Regions from separate parts of the Sus scrofa genome. Here region 1 is linked to region 2. The links are chromatin contacts, called in public promoter capture Hi-C maps. All regions are on one chromosome and are shown on one strand. Each heading gives the region's core, a stretch centred on a gene start, on an enhancer-like site or on the middle of the called end of the contact. The rest is flanking DNA. Distances are from core to core; before and after follow the strand shown. Region 1 holds the start of TYW3 (tRNA-yW synthesizing protein 3 homolog). Region 2 holds the start of ACADM (acyl-CoA dehydrogenase, C-4 to C-12 straight chain).

The links. Promoter capture Hi-C pulls out the DNA fragments that hold promoters and counts their contacts.
Region 1: a promoter capture Hi-C map of liver shows a contact between it and region 2, with 11 times the contacts expected there. The contact joins the promoter of TYW3 here to the promoter of ACADM in region 2. A contact is called at or near these places in 3 of 5 promoter capture datasets (fetal liver, fetal skeletal muscle and liver), 5 of 47 Hi-C or Micro-C datasets (heart right ventricle, liver and skeletal muscle) and 2 of 2 datasets of contacts at active chromatin or transcription factors (alveolar macrophages and skeletal muscle).

The regions. Positions count from the first base shown.
Region 1 is chr6:138,431,796-138,437,366 of Sscrofa11.1, forward strand. It overlaps TYW3 (tRNA-yW synthesizing protein 3 homolog), which reads right to left and starts at 3,500. Exons shown (of 6, transcript NM_001044583.1): 1 at 3,255-3,500; 2 at 132-212. The coding sequence starts at 3,428. CRYZ (crystallin zeta) reads left to right here and starts at 3,610. Exons shown (of 10, transcript NM_001044584.1): 1 at 3,610-3,658.
Region 2 is chr6:137,573,979-137,579,039 of Sscrofa11.1, forward strand. It overlaps ACADM (acyl-CoA dehydrogenase, C-4 to C-12 straight chain), which reads right to left and starts at 1,566. Exons shown (of 12, transcript NM_214039.1): 1 at 1,532-1,566. The coding sequence starts at 1,561.

The DNA.
Region 1 (5,571 bases), core at 2,250-4,749, 860 kb after region 2:
TCCTCAGGCTTTGTAATCTTTGGTCATTGCAATTATGCACATAAATCACCTTGAATTTTCTGTTCTTTTCATATGTATGTAAAGTGATTCTGAATTAAAGTTTACTTCTAAATTTATATATACAAACTTACCACATCGTCTTTCACACAAGGTTTGTGTGAAACCAGTAGCCAGCAACAGTTTTGTTTCTGAACCTCAAGACTATCCATACCCTAAAGTAAAAAATAACATAATTTAATCATATAATACAAAATAATAAGTATAATGTATAGCATATTTTTGGCTTTTTAAATTAATATCCCAAGTACTGATTTTAAGTATTATTGACAACAATTTGCTTTTGGGTAAAGTTAACGTAAAAGAAAAATGAAACCAAATTACTTGAGGTAGAAAGAAAATAATTTATTAAGGTAAAATAACTTAATATTTTCTGAAATATGGTCATGATTTTGTCAAGAGAAAAGGGATTACTAAAAGTGGTTGTACACTAGTAGCCCCTAAGTTGTACTCTAGCTGTTTTATGTGACTGGCACAATATTAAAGAAAAAAAATTGAATTCCTTTTTTAAGAAAGCACTGCCCCAATCCCACATAGGACCTACTACTTTTTACTGACACCTCATCTGTACCTAATCACTGCAGGCATAAATTTGTGACCTCTGGATTAGCCTTTATATGAAGTCCCAAGGGGCAGAGCTAAGATCAAAAGGTCAAAATTTCAAGAAGGTAAATATTTTAAGAGAATTTTTTGCTTATTAACTGGAAAAATATTTATTTGCCAAGTTCTATTAGGTATTTCGGATATAAACAGATCCTACCCTCAAGGACCCTGGAAGGAGGATGCAGGAAACCACATGCACTTTTAAACGATTACACTTCTGCTAAGTCATTTCTTATACAATGGGTACACGGAGAATTCACTGTCTGGCCTTGGAAAAGAGAAGAGCTGTGCTTGTCCTAAATAACTGATTTGTTTTCATTGCATGATCTCAGTGACTATCTGATCTTATGGTGGCTGCTCTAAATCTTATAGCCAAAGAGGTGGCTAGCAAATTTATAGTCTACTGGTATGTTTTGAGAACTAATGTCATCTCTGCTTTATCTTACCTATACTCCCTTTACCCATATTTTCTCACTTTTTCTTTTTGTATTGCCTATTTGTAAGTTGGTCCAAATCCTTTGTGAAATAAGGCAAAGCGAAAATAAGTACAATATAAGGTACAAGATAATACATAAAACTGGAGTTCCCTGGTGGCCTAGAGGGTTGAGGATCCACTGTTGTCACTGTTGTGGCACAAGTTCGACCCCTGCCCAAGGAAATTCAGCATGCCATTGGCATGGCAAAAAAAAAAAAAAAAAAAGTTTATATATATATATATATATAAACAACAAGGTCCTACCACATAGGGAACTGTATCCAAATCCTAGAATAGACTGTGATGGAAAATAATATTTAAAAAAAGAATGTATATATTGGTATTTGCTATACAGGAGAAATTGGCACAACACTGTAAATCAACTATACTTCAATAAAAATTTTTTTTAAATCAACTGGAAAAAAAGAGGAGGGTGTGGACATAATGGGAAGAAAAATAAAAATAAAACGAATAAGAAAAAAAAAGATAATACATAAAATTAAAAGCAGTTCAGAAAAAGTCCTAACGCAGTTCAGAAGTAGTCACTGCTTCCACGTGGATGTGTGTGTTTTTGTTCAAGTGGGAAAGGGGAGTTTGGGAGGCATATCCGATATACCAAGATGGGGGAAACTGCTGGAAAAATAAACATGAGCAAAAGCAAAGGTAGGTAAATATCCAGAGGAAAAAGAGTATAGTTCAGTTTCAGTAACAGATTAAGATGAACAGCCATAGTGGGTAACAGAGGTGAAAGGTGTACTAGAGTATTTCAGCATAGATGAGTGACAAGCAGAGTACTGCTTTTAGAAAGGGGTATCTGTTAACAGTGTGTATGTAACATGATTTAGGGTAGAGGGACTGGTAGTTCAGTGACCCGTTAGGAAAAAACCCCCTACAGAAATCTAAGTAAGACAGGACAGTAGAAATGGGGGAAAACAGAGAGCAAGCTGAGCAGGAGTGCTCAGGAGGAAGCCATATAAGAATGAACAACAGGCTGGTAACCTGGGAAACCATCAAATGATCTGTCAGCGAGAGATTGAAAGAATGGGTTTATGAGTGTGCTGTCTTTCATGCTCTGAATTCAATCCTAATGTTAAAATTAACACACAGCTAACTTTTATAGTGCAGTTAATATGCCAGGCACGATGCGAAAGGTTTCAAATAAATTACCCCATTTCCTCTACATAAAATCCCTATGAAGTGGATACTCTTTATTATTCTTAGTTCATGGAACAGGAAGGGCCTATGTTTAGATAATTTCCCTAAATTCACATAGCCAGTAATTCGCATAACTGGTTTAGAATCTAGCAGTATCACTCGAAAGCCTGAGGGACTAACCACTATCTCAGACTATATACTACTGTACGCTTCAGGTAAGGTAAAAATTACCAGAGCTGTAACAACGGAGTGAACCACTAGGAGGCAGCCAGCTTCTTAATCAAGACAAACTACAAAAAGTTCACAATGATTTTGTTGAGCGGTTGACAAGAAGACAGACGCCTTGCCAAGCTGTAAAGTTTTAAAATTCCCTTAGTATTCCTCTAACTTTTGCAATCTAGAGCATCCCCAGGCCAACAGTTCCAGCATCACCTGGGGGCTTGTTAGAAATGCAGATTAGGCCCTTCCTAAACCTACTGAACCAGAATGTATTTTTAAATATCTCCAAGTGATTAAAAGACACATTAAAATGTTAGAAACACTGGTCTAAGTAACCCTCTCGTTTGCCTTGATAAAGAAACCAAGAAATTGCAATTGTGGAGCAGCGGAAACGAACCCCACTAGTATCCACGAGAATGCGGGTTCATCCCTGGCCTCTCTAGGTGGTGGGGATCCATAGTTGCAGTGAGCTGCGGTGTAGGTGGCAGACGCGGCCCGGATCTAGTGTTGCTGCGGCTGTGGTGTAGGCCGGCAGCTGCAGCTCCGATTTGACCCCTACCCTGGGAATTTCCGTATACCGCGAGAGCGATCCTAAAAAGCGGTGTGTGTGTGGGGGGGGGGTGGTGACCGAGACCACGAATCAGAAGGACAAAGCCAAACAAAGTGTTACACTGAGTAGGCACGGGGCTCCCGGTTTTGCACACTACAAGGCAGCCGCTGCAAAGACATCAAGAAGGGTCCTCACCTGCTCTAGAAGGATGATGCGGCCAGCGCAGGAACTGGTAGTGAAAAACTGTTCTCGACCATTCAGGAGCTGCACGATCTCTACCACATCCTCGTCCACACAGCCCTTCCGGCTGAAGTCCGCTTTGCTTAGACACTGCGCCTTCCATCTCTTGAACTCTGCCCTCCGATCCATACGACGAGAGAGCTAGGGTCTGTACTTTCACGTTAGCCTAGCCTTTCCCTGGGTGCAGCCATATTGTAGCAGCCAGTGGTGGCCGAAAAGGTCCAAACTACCTTTTCGGGCCCGCCCCTGGGGGCGGGGCGAGGTGGAGCCTGAAATCACAGCGCCGGCCGGGCCCGCCCCTTTCCCGCCTGACATCTGAGGGAATTGTCGCAAGTTTTGGTTTCTCACTCTAGACCCGGGTAAGTGGTTAAAGGAGTTTCCCCGCCGCTGGTCCTAAAGGAGCCGAGCTGAATTTTGACTGCACTCCTGCCCCGTATTCCGTCTTCCAGGGGAATCGGTGAATATGGAGTTGGTGGCTAAAGTCGTTCCCTTCCAGGGGCTGCAAGTCACCAAGGCAGTTTTACTTGCTGGTCCTGGGGGCTCAGCTTTACTTTCCAGCAAGGGTCATCGTTTCCGCCCCACTGCTGGGTGCCCGTTGATACTCCCCCGGCCTGCTCCCCGCTTGACTTCCCTGCACCCCTGCCCGGGCTGTGATTTCCTGCGGCCGCGCGCGGCCGCTGTGGCCCCCAGCCCACCGCCAGCTGGAGGAGCCCATTTCTCCTTTCGAGTTCCCATTGCTTTTCTGTCAGGCCTTTGCTCTTGCTTTGCTTTCAGAGTTGCCGTCTTACTTTTGGAGAGAAATGTGTTGATTTTTTTCACCACCACCCTCGTGGCCCCCAACGGGGAGGATCTTCAGAAGAATTAAAATTACATAATACTCTGTTAACATCGTTAAATATTAAACCAGTTCTTAGAGAAGACTTATCTCAGAGACCAAGGAAGGTGTGTTAATGATTGAACCACTTCAAGGCTAAAGTTTGCACTGTTTGTCCTCAGCAAGTGGAAATGGTTGCGTGATTCCCACCCGAAGCCACTGGGAAGCGCCACGCCTGTCTGGTCAGCAGAAATAAATTCCCCTGAGCTCTGCTCCCCCAGCTCTGCCAGTTGCAGAAGTCTTTTCATCAGAATACCTGGAGGGGTTTCGAATAATTATCTATTCAGCTCCTCCTCCACCCCTTCCTATCTGAAGTAGGGTCTGAGATCCAGGTCAGTGAAGTTACCTGACAAGGTCACCTAGCCAGAAGAGTTTTGTCTACTTTTAATTTTTTTCTAGGTTAAGACTAATAAATAATATACATACCCAAGTAATTCTTAATCAACAGAGGCACATTTTGTAATGATTGATTTTTCTTTACAAGTTTTTTTTTTTGCTAGATATTCTGATTTAAGTGTTATTTAAGAATTTCTTTTGCTTTTCTCATAATGTGCTTTTGCTTCAGCTTTGTGAACTGATCTGTTCATTCTGTGTTAAAATGGATTTCCAACAATTTCCGCTCCCTTTAATTTTCATTTAAGCATAGCTTGGAAGAGACCACTGAGAACAAATTTTAAATTCTGTTTTTCCTCCATTTGCAAAGTATGCTTGGCAACCTTCCATAGATGAAAAGTAAAACCAAACGTTAAACCAAGGTGCTGTAAATAATTCTTTATATTTGATAAATAGAAAAACCCATTTCAAGTTGAGCTTAATTAAAAACACACACACAGTGTGACAAGCGTGCTACTGACTGCACATGATTTATTCTGAAGAGTAGAGCTTAGAGCAGCCAGGCTGTTCTGAAGCACTCACCATGTGCTGTTGCAGTTAGTCTTCACAGGGATCCTCTGCTAGGGAGTGTTGGCCCCATTTTACAGATAAGGTAATTGTCAGTTTTCCTAATGGAATCACATCCTGTGTATCACTAGTAGATCCCTTAATTTATGGGCATTTGAAAATTTTCAGGGAGTTTCCATGATGGCTCGGTGGTAACAAACCCAACTAGTATCCATGAAGATGTGGGTTTGATCCCTGGCCTCGCTCAGTGGGTTAAGGATCCAGCATTGCTGTGAGCTGTGGTGTAGGTCACAAATGTGGCTTGGATCCTGCCTACACTGCTGTGGCTTTGCTGTAGGCCGCCAGCTACAGCTCTGATTTGACCCCTAGCTTGGGTACTTCCATATGCTACAGGTGCTGCCCTAAAAAGCTCAGTCCATCTCATTATCATTGTTACAAATTATGTATCTAAGAAATTAAAGGTCCTCAATGCCAGTATTTCAAAAGGTGAGATAAAAA
Region 2 (5,061 bases), core at 316-2,815:
CTGGAGTTCTCATTGTGGCTCTGTGGTAACAAAGCTGACTAGAATCCATGAGGACTAAGGTATGATCTCTGGCCTCATTCAGTGGGTTAAAGGATCCTACCTGGTGTAGGGTGCAGATATGGCTCAGATCCCTAGCTGCTGTGGCTGTGGCATAGGCCTGCAGCTACAGTTCCAACTTCTCCTAGCCTAGGAACTCTCATATGCCTTGGGTGTGGCCCTAAAAAAAAAAAAAAAAAAAAAAATTCCCCCAATTTCTGCTGTCAGAGCCCATTAACGTATACAGCAATGACAAATACTGGACAACAGGCATTAGAATTATTCTAAACTCTAAAACTGCTACTATTTTGGTCGAGGACATAACTTTCTTAATTAAAATGAAGTTTAAGTGGCAGTCTTATGTGACTATATCAATAATATTTAAGACAGCAAAATATACCTAGTAACTCAAACAATTTAAAGTCTGTGAGGGAGTTCCCATTGTAGCTCAGTGGTAATGAACCCCACCAGTATCCATGAGCAAAGGACAAGAGCTCAAACCCTGGCCTTTGCTCAGTGGGTTATTGATCTGACGATTCTGTGAGCTGTAGTGAAGACACAGCTGGGATCCAGTGTTGCAGCTCTAATTCAACCCCAGCCTAGGAACTTCCATATGCCTCCGGGTAAATGAAGCCAACCCCCCCCCCCCCAAAAAAAAACAGGAGACAACACTAGGATATACAAAAAGCTTTAAGAAAAATTCTGCTGTAGGATTTTCTTTTAAAAAAAATTGTTTTTTGGCTGCTCCTGCTGCACAAAGAGGGCCAGGCATCAACCTTCCCCTCAGTAGTGACAACACTGAATCCTTAACTCACTAGGCTACCAGGGAACTCCATCCCCCCTTTTTGTAAAGGCACACAATGTGGAAGCGTTCCTCTCCTTCTTACAAAACCAAGTGTTATTAACCATATTAAATATCCTGAAGGGCAGCTGCTCCATTTTCCTTTTCCCCGTGACTTGGCAGACACCCAAGATTCAAGTTCATCTGAGTTGTGCACTTTCCAGTATACATCAATTGCAGAATGAAATTTATGACTTCCGTCCTAGGCTGGAGATAGCCGGTAGAGAATTTTCTCCGAGATACTACTCTAGTTCGGCAAAAACTGGGTGTAATTCTGTAATTCCCCGCCCAATTCGGAGATAGATGTACTTCGGTGTAGGATGGGAAATCTTTGGAAGGATCTCAGCCCAGAGAAAGAAAAAGGATATTCTGAAAAGTGGACGCCGCCTACATAGAGAGCAGGTGCCGAGGGGATAGAGTTAAGAGCGAAAACCCCAGAAGTATTCAGTCCCACAATGAGAGGAAGGGTGGGCGCGAAAGCCAGGCGAGGGCCTGTAATCCCAGCCGCTGCCCGGGATTGGGTAAGGAGAGCCAAGGCGCCCCGGAAGCAGAATCTCCCCCCACCCCGACCGCACCTATTTTCGGTCCAGGTCCCCCTCACCAAACATCGCAACCTCCATTCCCCACCCCGCCGAGCCCTGCCCTTCCTCTCACCCTGCAGCTTCGCCTAAACATCGCTGCCATGCCGCCAACCGGTCCGGTGACTCAATCTCTAAACCACCCTCTGGGTCAAGACCGCTTAAATTTGGTCGCATGACTCACCGGGCCCCGCCCACCCGCACCGAGCTCTGGGGCGGGAGGGGGCGGGGCCTGCGAAGAGAGTCTTTGAAAGGGACGTGGAAGACGGAACCCGCTGAGTGTGCGGGATTTAGCTGAACGCTCACTCTTGGCCTCGCCTACGCCGTGCGCGCCATCTTGGGAAGGGGTCTGGCGCGCTTCTGGGGCCTGACTCTTCCGCAGAGGTGGTTCCTGAAGAGGCCCCGCTTCCCACTAGGCCTTTGAGTTCAGACTACCCGCCCTCTTGGGGAGAAGCGGAGGCTGCCAGCGGTGCGGAGATGGAACCGCGAGGGGGAGGAAGCGGCGGAGGCGAGGATTAAGAGGGGGCCGGTAGGCTGGCGAAGAATCTGGGTCAAAGGGCAGTGACCAGGATCCTGGCGCAAAGACAGCCCCCGGGCTTTCGAACTTGACTTTTTTTTACTCTCTGACCCACCCAGATCGCTTCTGCTTTAAGGAGCCAAAAGTTCACATTGCTGGACTCAAGGCGAAGACTGTTCTGTGCTTAAAATTTAAACAGTGGGAATCTGAATCACTTAAGTAAATTTGATTTTACAAATAGCCCTAGGGCTGTCTATTACTGTTTACGTGTGTGGGTGTGGAGAAAGGTTTTGGAAACAAGGGTGTAAGATGAAGCCTTATCTAAAAGCTCCTAGCTTAGCGAGTTGGAAATAAATGCTTGAAGAATTCTATTTAAAGTCGCTCTCCCAGTTAGAGATAACTGTGATGTTACAAAGCCAGGGGATTTGTAAAGGTGATGTTACAAAGCCAGGGGATTTGTAAAGGTGTCCAGGCTTGGATGTCTGTTTGTGAAAACTAATGGAAGCCAAGTGTAAATGAAGAGTATTAACGTTTTCCAGAATTCCCAGAACTTTTTATTTTTATTGCTTCCATCCTAATTTAGGCTCTCATCCCTCCCCCCTAAATCTTGTTACTAACAACTCTTGACTAGTAAAGACTGTCTCAAAATAAATCTAAGACAGGTGTTCACTTTCTATATGCTGTTATTGTACCCCTCTACCAGAACCTTACACTTTGTCTTCCGGAAATATATGATGTATTTATTTGGACCGGGACAAGGCAGACTGTTAAATGCTAAATTAAAAGTACCGGAGAGGAGCTCCCTTTGTGGCACAGCGGAAATGAATCTGACTGGTATCCATGAGGATGTATATTCAATCCCAGGCCTCGCTCCGTGGGTGGGAGATCCTGCTGTGCTGTGAGTTGTAGTGTGGGTCAAAGACCAAGCTCGGATCCCACGTGACTGTGGCATAGCCTGGCAGTTGTAGTGCTGATTTGACCCCTAGCCTGGGACCTTCCTTATGCTGCCTAGGTGCAATCCTTGAAAAAAAAAAAAAAAACGTACCAGAAAAACTTGGAAAAGGGATAAGTCAGTTTGTCCTGGACTCTACAAGAAAAGCCCTCAAAGAGGTAGGTAAAGCATAAAATGGACTGTTTGAAATGGATTGGATTTGGCTATGCATGTCTTCTTTTTTTCCAGTTTCTTATTCTGAACGTTTTAAGCACAGAAAAAATGAACAGAAACTACAAAGTCACACATATGCCCATCACTAAACTGAACTTGTTTATGTTTTTCAAAATCTGTGAAAAGAAACCATCCACTTTGACAGCTGTCTATCTGGCAACTTCAGCTTGTAAAGAGAATCACCTACATTTAATGTGACAATAATAGGAGTTCCCGTCGTGGTGCAGTGGTTGACGAATCCGAGTAGGAACCATGAGGTTGCGGGTTCGATCCCTGCCCTTGCTCAGTGGGTTAACGATCCGGCGTTGCCGTCAGCTGTGGTATAGGTTGCAGACGCGGCTCGGATCTTGCATTGCTGTGGCTCCGGTGTAGGCCGGTGGCTACAGCTCCGATTGGACCCCTAGCCTGGGAACCTCCATGTGCCATGGGAGCGGCCCAAGAAATAGCAAAAAGACAAAAAAAAAAAAAAAAATGAATGTGGGTGTCCAGTTGTTACAGTGTCACTCATTGCATATCTAATCTAAAGGAAAAGTGTTTGCAATTTTCAAAATTTGAATCTATGATACCTGATATTATTTGAAAACTCTTCTGGAACCTATTGTTTGGTGACTTAATTGAAGATCTTTTCCTTTTTGTAAAATACCTTTTTAATTTTTAGTTTTTTCCTCAAAACTTTCTAACCTAATTTCCATGACAAATAATTACTCATTTATTATCTCTACATATAATTTTTTTTTTTTTTTTTTTTTTTTTGTATTTTTGAGGCTGTACCTGAGGCATATGGAGGTTCCCATGCTAGGGGTGGAATTATAGCTACAACTGCCAGCCTGCACCACAGCCACAGGAATGTGGGACATGAGCTGTGCCTGCACCTTATACCACAGCCCATGGCAATGCCAGATCCCAGACCCACTGAGCGAGGCCAGGAATGGAAGTGGGTTCATGGATTCTAGTCCAATTTGTTTCTGCTGCAGCACAACTGGAACTCCCTCTACTGGTTCTTAAATCCTCATCTTGGTTGATGATCCTGAGTTTTATTTGGCAGTGTGTAACAGGTACCTGGCCCCCGCACTTGAAAGGTACTTGGAGTGAGGGCTGGTTGAAAGATACCAGCAAAATACCCAACCAGTCTAACAGTATTGAGGGGTGGTGTGGTGGAAAGATACCAGGTTTTGCTGAGCTGAAGGAGACTGAGTGTTTTGGCTGAGTCATTAGTTAAGAGGCTGATGTGATGCTTTTCCTCAGGGCAGCTGCCTTAATAGAATTTGTCGGGATGAAAGTGAAGGTATTAGATGAGAGTTTTTGCCCTGAAGAAAAGAGACAAAACTCCTCTAGGAAGGTTTTAAATTTCTCAGGCAACTGAGAAATGTACAGGAGTGGTGGAGGCAGAATCCTCATACTGTGCAGTGGTCCCATAGGGAAACCCACTTATTGATTAAAGACTTGCTCATCCAGGGATCGTGCATAAGAATTGGCAATTCAGTGATCTAAGCTGTCTTAGACCACTGAAGGGAGAAAATTTTCTCTTTCCTTCTAGATACTTCTGGTTGGTCTAACAATTACATTGGCATGAGACAGATTTAACAGGAGAAAATGAAATAAAACCAAACATGTACCCATGGGAGAAACCCATGAGGCACTCTCCAAAATGGCTTCACCTTGAATACCATCCCCAGCTCGAGACAAAAGAGGATGTTGAGTTCGGGGAGAGTCAGTTACCAGGAAAAGCATGGTAAACCAGGAAGATTGTGATGCAGAGGAAAAATCCTTGCCTTTTCCATTGAGAAAAGTTTCTAGAGATTTGCTCATCCTCCTCTTCCAGGTACTGAGAGGCAGACAACCTTACAAATAGAGAGTTAAATGTTTCTCACAAAAGGGCAGTTCCTACTTGGTTTTCAGGTCCTTTCCTCATCTGCTGTTTCTC